2 separate regions of the Anser cygnoides genome follow, and region 1 is linked to region 2. Evidence: chromatin contacts called from public Hi-C data. All regions are on one chromosome and are shown on one strand. The core of a region is the stretch at or near the end of the contact, and the rest is flanking DNA. Distances in the headings are between cores, read along the strand shown.

What was found. A called contact is a pair of places that touch in the nucleus more often than the background predicts.
Region 1: a contact with region 2 is called in a Hi-C map of liver, with 2.0 times the contacts expected there. The contact joins the promoter of LOC106038425 here to the promoter of CMSS1 in region 2. A contact is called at or near these places in 5 of 7 Hi-C or Micro-C datasets (fetal liver, granulosa cells and liver).

The regions. Positions count from the first base shown.
Region 1 is chr1:95,226,446-95,231,581 of Taihu_goose_T2T_genome, reverse strand. LOC106038425 (cell cycle control protein 50C-like) reads right to left here and starts at 1,420. Exons shown (of 12, transcript XR_010828599.1): 1 at 199-1,420. CMSS1 (cms1 ribosomal small subunit homolog) reads right to left here. Exons shown (of 10, transcript XM_013184994.3): 9 at 5,036-5,124; 10 at 1,566-1,835. The coding sequence ends at 1,752.
Region 2 is chr1:94,987,096-94,991,869 of Taihu_goose_T2T_genome, reverse strand. CMSS1 (cms1 ribosomal small subunit homolog) reads right to left here and starts at 1,318. Exons shown (of 10, transcript XM_013184994.3): 1 at 1,160-1,318. The coding sequence starts at 1,214. TBC1D23 (TBC1 domain family member 23) reads left to right here and starts at 1,345. Exons shown (of 18, transcript XM_048058155.2): 1 at 1,345-1,496. The coding sequence starts at 1,459.

The DNA.
Region 1 (5,136 bases), core at 171-2,670, 240 kb before region 2:
GTTAACCACCCAGTACTTGGCTTTTATTGGTGACCAACTATCTGAGGATTTTCACAGAAATACTGGCTGCTTGATGTGTCCAAGGCATGAAGCCATTGCTATATTCTTTATCCAGAAGCACAAACTCAAAGCTCTTTTCCCCCAAACATAGATTGATTTCTTCTTAATAGAACACCTAACACCCCACTCAAAACAAACCTGGATTTCTCTGACGCTGTTTGCAGACAATATGAGGCAGATTCCCACAGAAAGGCAAAATGCTCCCGTGAGAAAGAAGGTGGAGAGCACAGTCGCAATGGTAAGCTGGGGCTTCCACGCCGGTAGCCTCTGTTGTTTGAATGCACTGTTATCCGGACATCTGGAAGGACGTGCTTCTGCTTCTTGTGGAGCAAAACTCTTCTTGTTTTTCATATTCTTCTTAGTGAGAGGAAGGAATAATATACTTGTGCTGGAGAGTGTTTAAGCTGAGATACTGTCTTTACTGCTGAGAAACTGTGCTGTTTGTTCAGACTTGCATTATAGCCAGGAATTACTTATTAACTAGATCTCTCTCTTCCTCCTTTTCTACATTTGTGTCTGGATCACCATGATCAGCTTGTACCAATCAGATGTTTGTGTACTTTGGTCAGTACGTCCAGATCATGCTGCCTGAAAAAGCTTAAATATATGCTTTTTCCTGCCCCACAATTCAGTTGTATTTATGTCTTATTCTTTTGTAAGGATACTACCAACTCTACTGGAATTTCTGCGTAATCTCAGATTTATTATTTCTTCACCCTTCACTTGCTGACCAGCTAACAAGCATGGGATAAAATGAAAGATCTACTCCAGTTGCACTGGATGCCACTGGGGAGGACTGGAGGGGCTGAGAGTAGTAGACAGACAATATTGGTTTGGAAAACCAATTTTCTTAACCTACTGCTGCATTCATTGCTATTGATCTAGATGCAATTTAAAGCTGTAAAAATGCTGTGTGTTCTTTATCACAATAGGACAATTAATTCTAAAACCATCTGATTTGGATATATGGCCTTCCAAGATGTTGACAATCAGTCCACATCTATTCATCTTGTCTTTCTGTGAAAAAGGTGCACCCATTCCCTACTTTTCATAATGATAAAAGTATTACCCAGTGAGAGATAATCTCCTTTTAACTGGACAAACAGTAGAATATTCTTCACACATTTCAACTGTTTAACCACAATAAAGTCTCAATTTAATATACTGAAATTTTAAACATAATGTATCATGTAACAGCATAAAATAGCATTTAGCCAGCTGTAGATCAGATGGGAGAAAAATACTTTTTTGACAAATTACTAACATTCATACAACATTTTCAAAGATCCTCTAAAGCAAGAACTAGCTTACCACTTCAGTGAGAGAAGTAAAGGTTTCCTTTGGGACAGCAGAAAGAGATAACTGACACGTACAAAGGCTTTCACACCTAGGTTCGCTCATCTTCCAAGTCTTGAAAGTGACATATAATAGTAAATTTTGTAGGTGAAGGCGAACTAATTTCAGTATCACATTGCTTGGGCAATAAGTCATACTAAAACCACAAATAAAACTTCTGTTTTTATTATTAAAAGAAAAGGAACATCAGAAAAAGTTGCACTGTGCATTCTTTCTGTATTGATTGACCTCAGAAAAGTCAATATTCCTAATTCGATCACTGTTAATCACTTGCCAGTTGCAGACAGGATAGAAGTAAAAAGCAGCTGTAAACGACGTCCTTGTAGGTAAAGCCATTAAAAGAGTCCCAGCTTCACAGACCCTTCTCTGCATAGCTTTATAATACTCATCTCCAGTAGGTCAATTGTTTCTTTCTTTATCTGAAGAAAACAAAAATCAAAGAAAGCATCAAAAGTAAGATAATGCTTTGGCTAAATACCATGACTCCTGCAGTCCCATCTAACACAGCTACAGATTAGGCTGTAATTTGTACACAGTTGATAAAGTATGCCACAGCCAGAGATCCACCCTGGGCTGCAAAATTTCTACGGGACTTTCCATATTATCAGCCAGTATCAACGAGTCCAAGGGAAGTACTGCACTGTAACAGCCACAGTGTTGTCTGTGGCTGAGACACCTGAATGAAAGTGAGCAGGAAGGTCAGGTATACATAAGCCATATGCAAAAGTACTTTGGTTTATAACAGACATGGTTGTGCCTCATTGCTTATCTAAAGATAAAAGTCAAATGCATGTGAGGGTAAATATTAATGACACACTTCAGCAGGAACAGAAGATTCTCTGTTATCGTGGTAACTCCAGAGTTTCCTTATGGTTCCTTCTTCCCACTTATGAATAACTTATTTCTGAGGTTTCTCTCAGGTTTATATCCTTCTGTGCACAGGAATGTATGATGTCAGAAAGCCTAACTATTCTCTATTTCTTACAAACCCTTTTGCTTTAATGAAACCTGACATTTGCTCAGTGCTTATTTGTAAATGGAAGAAAATAATGTTTAACAAAATGTTTTAAAAAACCCCATTTGAGTCTTACAAACAAGTAATTTGAAGAGTTGAGACTGCTCTGTGTTGTCATCAATCTCTATACAGAAAGTTTTCAAAGTGGGAAACTTGTCCTTTGGTCAGATTGAAAAGTATACAGTCAATTTTTATTTAAACCTTTACACTTCAGTGTAACTGAAGCTCACCAAAACAGAGTCTGATAAACTCATTCACTCCACCTCTGGTTTCTTTGTGAGGTTTCTTTTCACTTCCTTCTCTCCCCCATTTAGGATAAATGAAATGAGAGACAAAGAAACAAAAAAAATCCAACAGCATTAATGAATGAGATGCTGAAGCAACTGAAAGAGCACTGGATCAGGTTGCCATCCATTTTGTGAATATGATGGCATAGAAGACTGTCATGTGGGAGGATTCTTATCTTTTTAAATACATATATATTTCAGAATATACCATTATGTACATAATTCTCCACTGAATATGAGATGAGCACAGGAACAGCAAGGAGTTTGCACCCTTAAAAGAAAGCGATGGATTTTTCCTTGAGTGGACAAGAGGTACATGTTCTTCCAGCTGTTCTTGCTTTCTGCATATTTCATTATACAGACTGGTATAATTACAATGCAATTTAGCAATGAAGCACCTTAAACATGCAAAGAAATTAGTGTCAAAGTGAGGTTTTCAGTGGAAATGTGTCATTATGCTCCTGTCCAATTCTAAGGGCACTACTTTACCTCCACGTCTAGTATGGGATGAAAAAAATTAGTACATCAAACTACCAACTCTCATGCTGTTGGTACTATAATCCATCTCTTCTCTGAGAAAACATGTGACTATTATTAGAATGCATTTGACAATTTTTGTACAAACAGGAGAATAAGGTCCTTAGCTCCCTAAGACTGTATTCCATATTTAAGTCTGCAAATTGCTAAACATCCCATTGTCTTCTACAGTCTTAAGATGCTTTACATTATCTGAGTATCTTTTATTACTGACATTCCTTATAAATAACTTTCAGGAATCTACCGCCTGTCTGCAGCAGGATAAATAGCTGCAAGATGCTCCATTTACATAGCTCAACATGTCAAAAACCTTTCTGTATATTTTATTACCTGAGCCAAATGCAGGTTTGAAGACTTTTTTGTAATCCCATGTTTACTATTCTGCAACCATATATAAAGATCTATCCTTAGACTAACACTATATATGAAGGTGCAATATTCTTACTTCTTTGGTTTTAACGTGAACTAAGCATGAGCATTGACTTTGATGTTGACAGCTATTTTTCCTTAATAAAATAGAACCAGAGTCACAATTTTGGCTTCTATTCCTAGGCAGACATGCTGAAATGCTGTAATACTACGTCCAGTGAGCTGGAAAGGACTGTTCAGGTTTGCAATAGCCCCAAATCATATATTAACAACATAATCTTTTTTTTTTTTTTTTTTTTTTTTTGTGGTGGATCACCAATATTCTACTGTGTGTTTATTTACTTGAGCTGGTTTACAAAAATCTGTTACACTGCAACCAGCACATGTTGCAGTACTATCTTGTGCTAACATGCCTATGAATTCAGGTTCTCTGGTCTTTAAAAAACTTTCACGTAAGTGCAAGCAATGTACAAAAGAGGCTTAGGTGTTCACCACAAGAGGGAGCCTCCTTGACTCAATAAACAAAGCTGTTCTTTTTGCTACTTCATTTCTGCAATGTATTTTTTGCAGGGCATTGTATTCAGGATTATTGGATACTTGCATATTTGTGTATGTGGGACTGTAAAATGCAGCACATTCAAATATACATGCAGGTGCAAAGATGGAAAAATGACCGACAATTTCTTTCACTTGTGAAGCTTCATATCTATATGTAAGAAAGTCTTATTTCCCTCGAGATTATGTGTATCAGCCTGCTCTAAATGTGCAGGAAAATGGAAACACCGTGCAGGAACATGGCAGCTTCCTAGCAAGGACGACTAGTGGAATCCGCCTCTTTCACTCTGCTGGCTAGGCACCAGCTGATGCCCCACAGCGTACGGTAAACATGTCACAGCAATTAATGTGAAAGCTCGCTTACAGAATTGAAAAGCATGGGAAACTATATTGAAAGGAGTCTACAGATGATGGATGGCTCTACATAGTTTGTACCCTCCGTTTTTCCAAAAAAAGGGGAACTGCCTGTAGATTTACTCACAAGAAGTTATCTTACTCTCAGATAGAGACCAATAAATGCCTCTCCAAAGTTGTACTTAGTTTTTGAGGAAACTTGGGCACAAAGTCCTCTTACTGAGAGAATTGCCCAGGAACACGCAGAACAACTACCCAGCATAAACAGGAGAAATTCACAGCACAGCTGTGACCTGCAACAACAGCAACAACAAAAACTTCCACAAGACATAATATTGAGACCTGAGAGTACAGACTTCCAAGTAAAATGTTGACTTCTTTGTGTTTCTAGACCACTAAAGTTATCTTTACAGAAATAAATCCTTACCAACCAAGATCTAGGCACTAGAATCAAAAGTACTGAGTACAGAGAATATAATATACACAGGTGCTTATACAATACCTCAGGGATATCCATCATTCTCCTTAGTTTCTGATCTCTCCAGTTCCAATCCAGAATCATATATTTTGTGGAGTTCAAGCACAGGCCATCTAAAAAGGCAA
Region 2 (4,774 bases), core at 69-2,568:
AAGATAACCTCTGGTTGGCAGAATGATCAAATAGGCCCTTTGGGAGCTTTTCCATTCCAGAGTCCTAAATCCCTTACAGCATTTACCATGGGAACAGGAACTGCTTAAGGAACATACATGAGACTAAGAATAAAAACGGAATGCTCAGCAGCCTCAAGGGGCTTGTGACCCCTCTTTATTTTATATACACACGTTACTTCTCTTAAAATATACTCCAAGTACCTTTTCACAGGAAGTTGGTGACCTAGGAAATCAAGACACTGGAAGGTTTAGTACCTGGAGTCTATCCAGAGCTACAGATATCTTCAGCTCCTACTAATATTCTTATAATAATTTTTAGTTGCCTCGACCTACCTAGATTTCCACAATACATCTCCACATTATGAATGCAACGAAAAAAGAGAACTTGGGTATTGTATATCTTTTCTGTAAAGCACTACAAGATCCACTGATTTAAGATGCCGGGCGTAAGAGACAGATATTTATCGTCAAGAAAATAGACAAATCAACCCTAATAGCATACTCCAAAGACAAATCACTAGAGAAAATAAGTGCCCTTTTGCAGTAAGATATGGCAAGGGGGATAGGAGATGCCCCAGCCAACACGTGGGTGATGCTCCCTCTTCAAGTACCACACGTATTTTCCCTCCACAGGCTCTACACAGGTTTACTACTTCCAAAGTCTTTCAGAACTATAACTAACCTCCCTTATGCATACCAGCACACATTAAGCAACATCAAATGCTCTCATTTTGGAATAAAACACAGTTCAGAGCCTAAATACTTGCAGTGCGCTGCTAGCCCCCGAACCCACAGCAAGAGGCTCCTGGAGCAAGCAGCTCCCTCCACAGGAGGCTCTGTTTTAAGTCTGTTTAAATCCACTTTTTGGGGCGAATTCCTGCAGTTCCCCAAGTGCTTATATTCGCTGCTGCCGTTTCTCCCCCTGACTGCCCCGGCTCTGACGGGCCAGAGCTCAGGCATGCCCAGCTGCGGAGGTCACCAGAAAATCCCCGTGGGGAAGAAGCATAAAAGAGAACGGGAAAATAAACATTAAAAAATACACCCGCGAGAGGGGAAAACCGGGAGCAGGGCGCTACAAGCCGAGGAGGGAGAGGCGGGGGGCGCGGGCAGGGGCTGCCCCAACCCTGCTGCGGCGTACCTGGGCTGCTGCGGGCCCCAGCCTCCCACCACGGCTCCTCCAGCGCGTCCCCCATGCCGATGAAGAAGATGATGAAGGTGATGAAGATGATGGTACCGCCACGCGGGAGCGCGGTCGCGCCTGCGCTGCTCCCCTAGAGGAGGAGGGGGGGGGAGGAGGAGCTTTGCCCGGTTTCCGCGCTTTACAGCCGGCGCCCTCACTTCGCGACAGCGGGGCTGGCAGCGGGAGGGGAAGGCAGGCAGTCACGGCAGCCGGGCGCGCTGTACGGCCGCGCGGGGCGGCCCGGCACGCCGACAGCGATGGCGGAAGGGGAAGAGGCGCCGCCGCCGGGCTGCTGGTGAGTTGGGGGGGGGGGGGGGGCGCCGCTCCCAGTCCTCCTCCCGCTCCGGGCAGGGCCAAACGGCCCCGTGCCCCCCATGCCCGGCACCGGGGCTCTCAGCACGCCCGGCTCCCCCGGCCCTCGGCGGCTTGGCGGGGCCGCAGGAGGAAGCGAAGCCATCAAACCGAGGGCGAGGCCCTCCCGGGCTGCGGCGGAGCGGGGCTGATGGGGGCAAAACGGGCTTGGGTAGGGAGCAGGGGGCCTGGGAGGGGGCGGCGGGAGGTCCTGGGCTGCTGGCAGGGTGATTCGGCCCGTCTGCCTCCTCCAGCGCGGCTGGGGCTTAGGATGGGTTTGCGTTGAATCCCTAGGACCCCAGTAGAGACTGTGGAGCCGTGTAGCAGCATTCCGATGGTAGCAGCGGCGGGACTTCAGTGTTGGATGCATGCTCGGTCACTTAAGGTTTCCGAGGCTAAAGTAAACACGGGGTTTAAACAGTGAAGCCCTACGTGTCCACTCTTGTGTATCTCCACTTCTTGCATTTCTTCATTGCATGCGATTTCCTTCAGCGGTTCTCTCTGCCACTGCCTTGCTCTTTGTCCCCTCCACATAGGCACTTTCCCAGCACTTAATTACGGACCTGCTTCTTACAGTTGTTTCCAAACTGATGCTTTTGTTTCTGTGCTGTTACGCGGAGGATTCAAAGTTTTATGCTAAGTATGCCCAGCCTTCTTTGTGCTGTGTTGTCTCACTGTGGGGAAATAACACACGATTGATATGCATGCAGATGTAGCTGGTATCTGTGCTTTGTCTGTGCTGGTTCTGCAAACGCAGCTCTTGGGGATGAATGCTGATTCTGCTCATAAAGGCAAACTCCAAGGCATTCATTAGAAAATAGGAAAATAAAAGATGTTCTAAGAACTTACGGAAACTGTTCCGGAGGTTTGCGCTTAAAGGCTACTTCAGGATGCCAGAATAAATCTTGTTGTTGGAGCTGTATCTGGTGAATAAAATGGAAAGTTGTATTCCTTATTGCTTGTTTAGAAACTTCACAAGAAGCTTCTTGTTTCTGCTTATTCTTTAAAAGCCAGCTTAAGTGAATTTTTATTGATTGATTTAAACTGCTGTCTTGTGTGTGTATGGCTGGGTGCCATTGGAATAGAAAATGTTTTTTAAAGTATAATATACATCATTTGGATTTTTTTTGTATAAATTGCTACGTTATCATAGTATTGAAGTATATAGCGTTCTGCACTAACATTTCATGTTTAAAAAAAAAAACCAACTGAAACATAAAATGATGTGTATGTCCACCTGAACTCTTGAGACCAAAAAGGGCAGCTCTGATTCCTTGTCCTATATTCAGTTCCACAGAGGGATTCCAAGGCAGATGTAGTCCTGTCTTCAGAGACTGTGACAGCACCTTGAATCTGGACATGCTTATTGGCTTAAAACACCCTTCTTTTTCTTGTGTCACTCCGACATGCAATACTGGTTTTAGTAATTTGGGAGAGGAGGGCGGACACAAACTAATGATGAGTTAAACACTCATACTGACTGTTTTGTTTTCCTGAACAGAAACCAGAAAATTGCCACTACGCAATGCAATTGAAAAAAAACCTTTTTGTGTAGTTATTGAAAGATGTCATTGTCAGCTTTCATCAGTGAGCGCAAGAAGTTCGATAGCAACAGTTTTGATTTAAAAATGAGAAAAGTCTGTTAGACCTTGCTTGTTAACTACTTCTTTTTAGCTATTTAGCATGTTCTCAAAATTAATTTTAGTTAATTCCCGGCAGTATTGTATTTGATGCTGGAAGGCTTATCTGTGCCTAAAGCTGAGAATGCAGTTAAGACATGACCTAACTAAATATACCTCTAACCATAGATGGAATTCTTCCTTTGCATTTAACTTTACATTGCAATTATTCATTGTGTGGAGCCCAAAATACGCTCAAAATTGTTTCAGACAGCAACATGACAAATCTAGTGCATGTGTGACTTTCCATGCTCAGAATCTGGCTTATTAGTGCTCGGAACCATCATATTTCTTCTGAAAGCGCACAGAGCAAGAGCTCTTTTTAGTTAAGTGTGAAATTAATAAACCTGAGAAAAAAATACAGAAGTAAAAATATCAGGGAGTTAGTTTTCCTCTAAAATTCTATTTAAAATAAAAGTATATTCAGTAGTGTTTTGGCTACAATGGATATTTTGATCTTAAATGTGAGGGACTGTTTTTTGTTTGTTTTCAATAGAGAACAGACAGTCTTTATTACTTTCGATGTAATATAGCTCTTGTTGAGGTTTTCTTTCCAGTAAAGAGGACCATAAATGAAAGGTAGGAATCAGAGTAACTAGGTTATAGGAAGTATATTTCTGAGGGAAAAAAGCATTAGAATAAATTCGTCCAGTCTGCTACTGACATTGATACCTGCAGTCAGTCCTTGTAGTTGTGACAACAGCATTGCTATATGTGTGCCTTTCTCTTTCCATATATTTATGATATTCATAGCAGGCAAACTTGCGGGCTGAATGTGTTTGATATTCTAGGACACAACAGATTTGTAGAAACTGAAGCTGATGACGGTCCTCCTGGCAAGATGGCATCATTTTAAAAAAAAAAAAAGTTCATCCAGTAGTAGCCTTGCTTCTGATTTAAGGAAAACAGGATTGATGTGTGAAGTTGTTTAGCAAATGCATGCCTAAATACTACTGCTTACACTGGAAACAGCAGTGGCCTACTAGATAGTGTGTGTCACTAGCAGCTACAGTGAGTGTGTGACCTAAGGAATGTGAGAGTGAGTAGTCAAATAATCTTTTCAAGTGTCAGGGCATCGGATTAGTGGTCTGTATACGGGAAGCAGTTTAACCCTATTTTAGTCCAACCAGTAAGACCTTCAACAGGCAGATGTGTGGTAGCATATTAAGTGTATATGGAAAAAAGATTGTCATTGTATTTTGGTGTGATAAATTCATTTTAGATGATGAATTTGGTACATGTAGAAAACACCTGTTGTGTTGCGAAAATAATAAATTATTATTAGAAGTGTGCCCATCACAAACGGAAGCTATACACTTTTGAAGCATTTTCTTCCAAAAATGTGTTTTGACTTGGAAGAAACACATCAAAGGGATCTGTATTTCCTAATAACAAATGAGCATTACCCTGCTGGGCAGCTAAACTCCACCACAACCACTTTCTCACTCCCTCTCCTCAAAGAGAAGGAGAAAATATGATGGAAAAGGGCTCAGGGGTTGACATGACGACGGGAAAATGGCTCACCAATTACTGTCACAGGCAA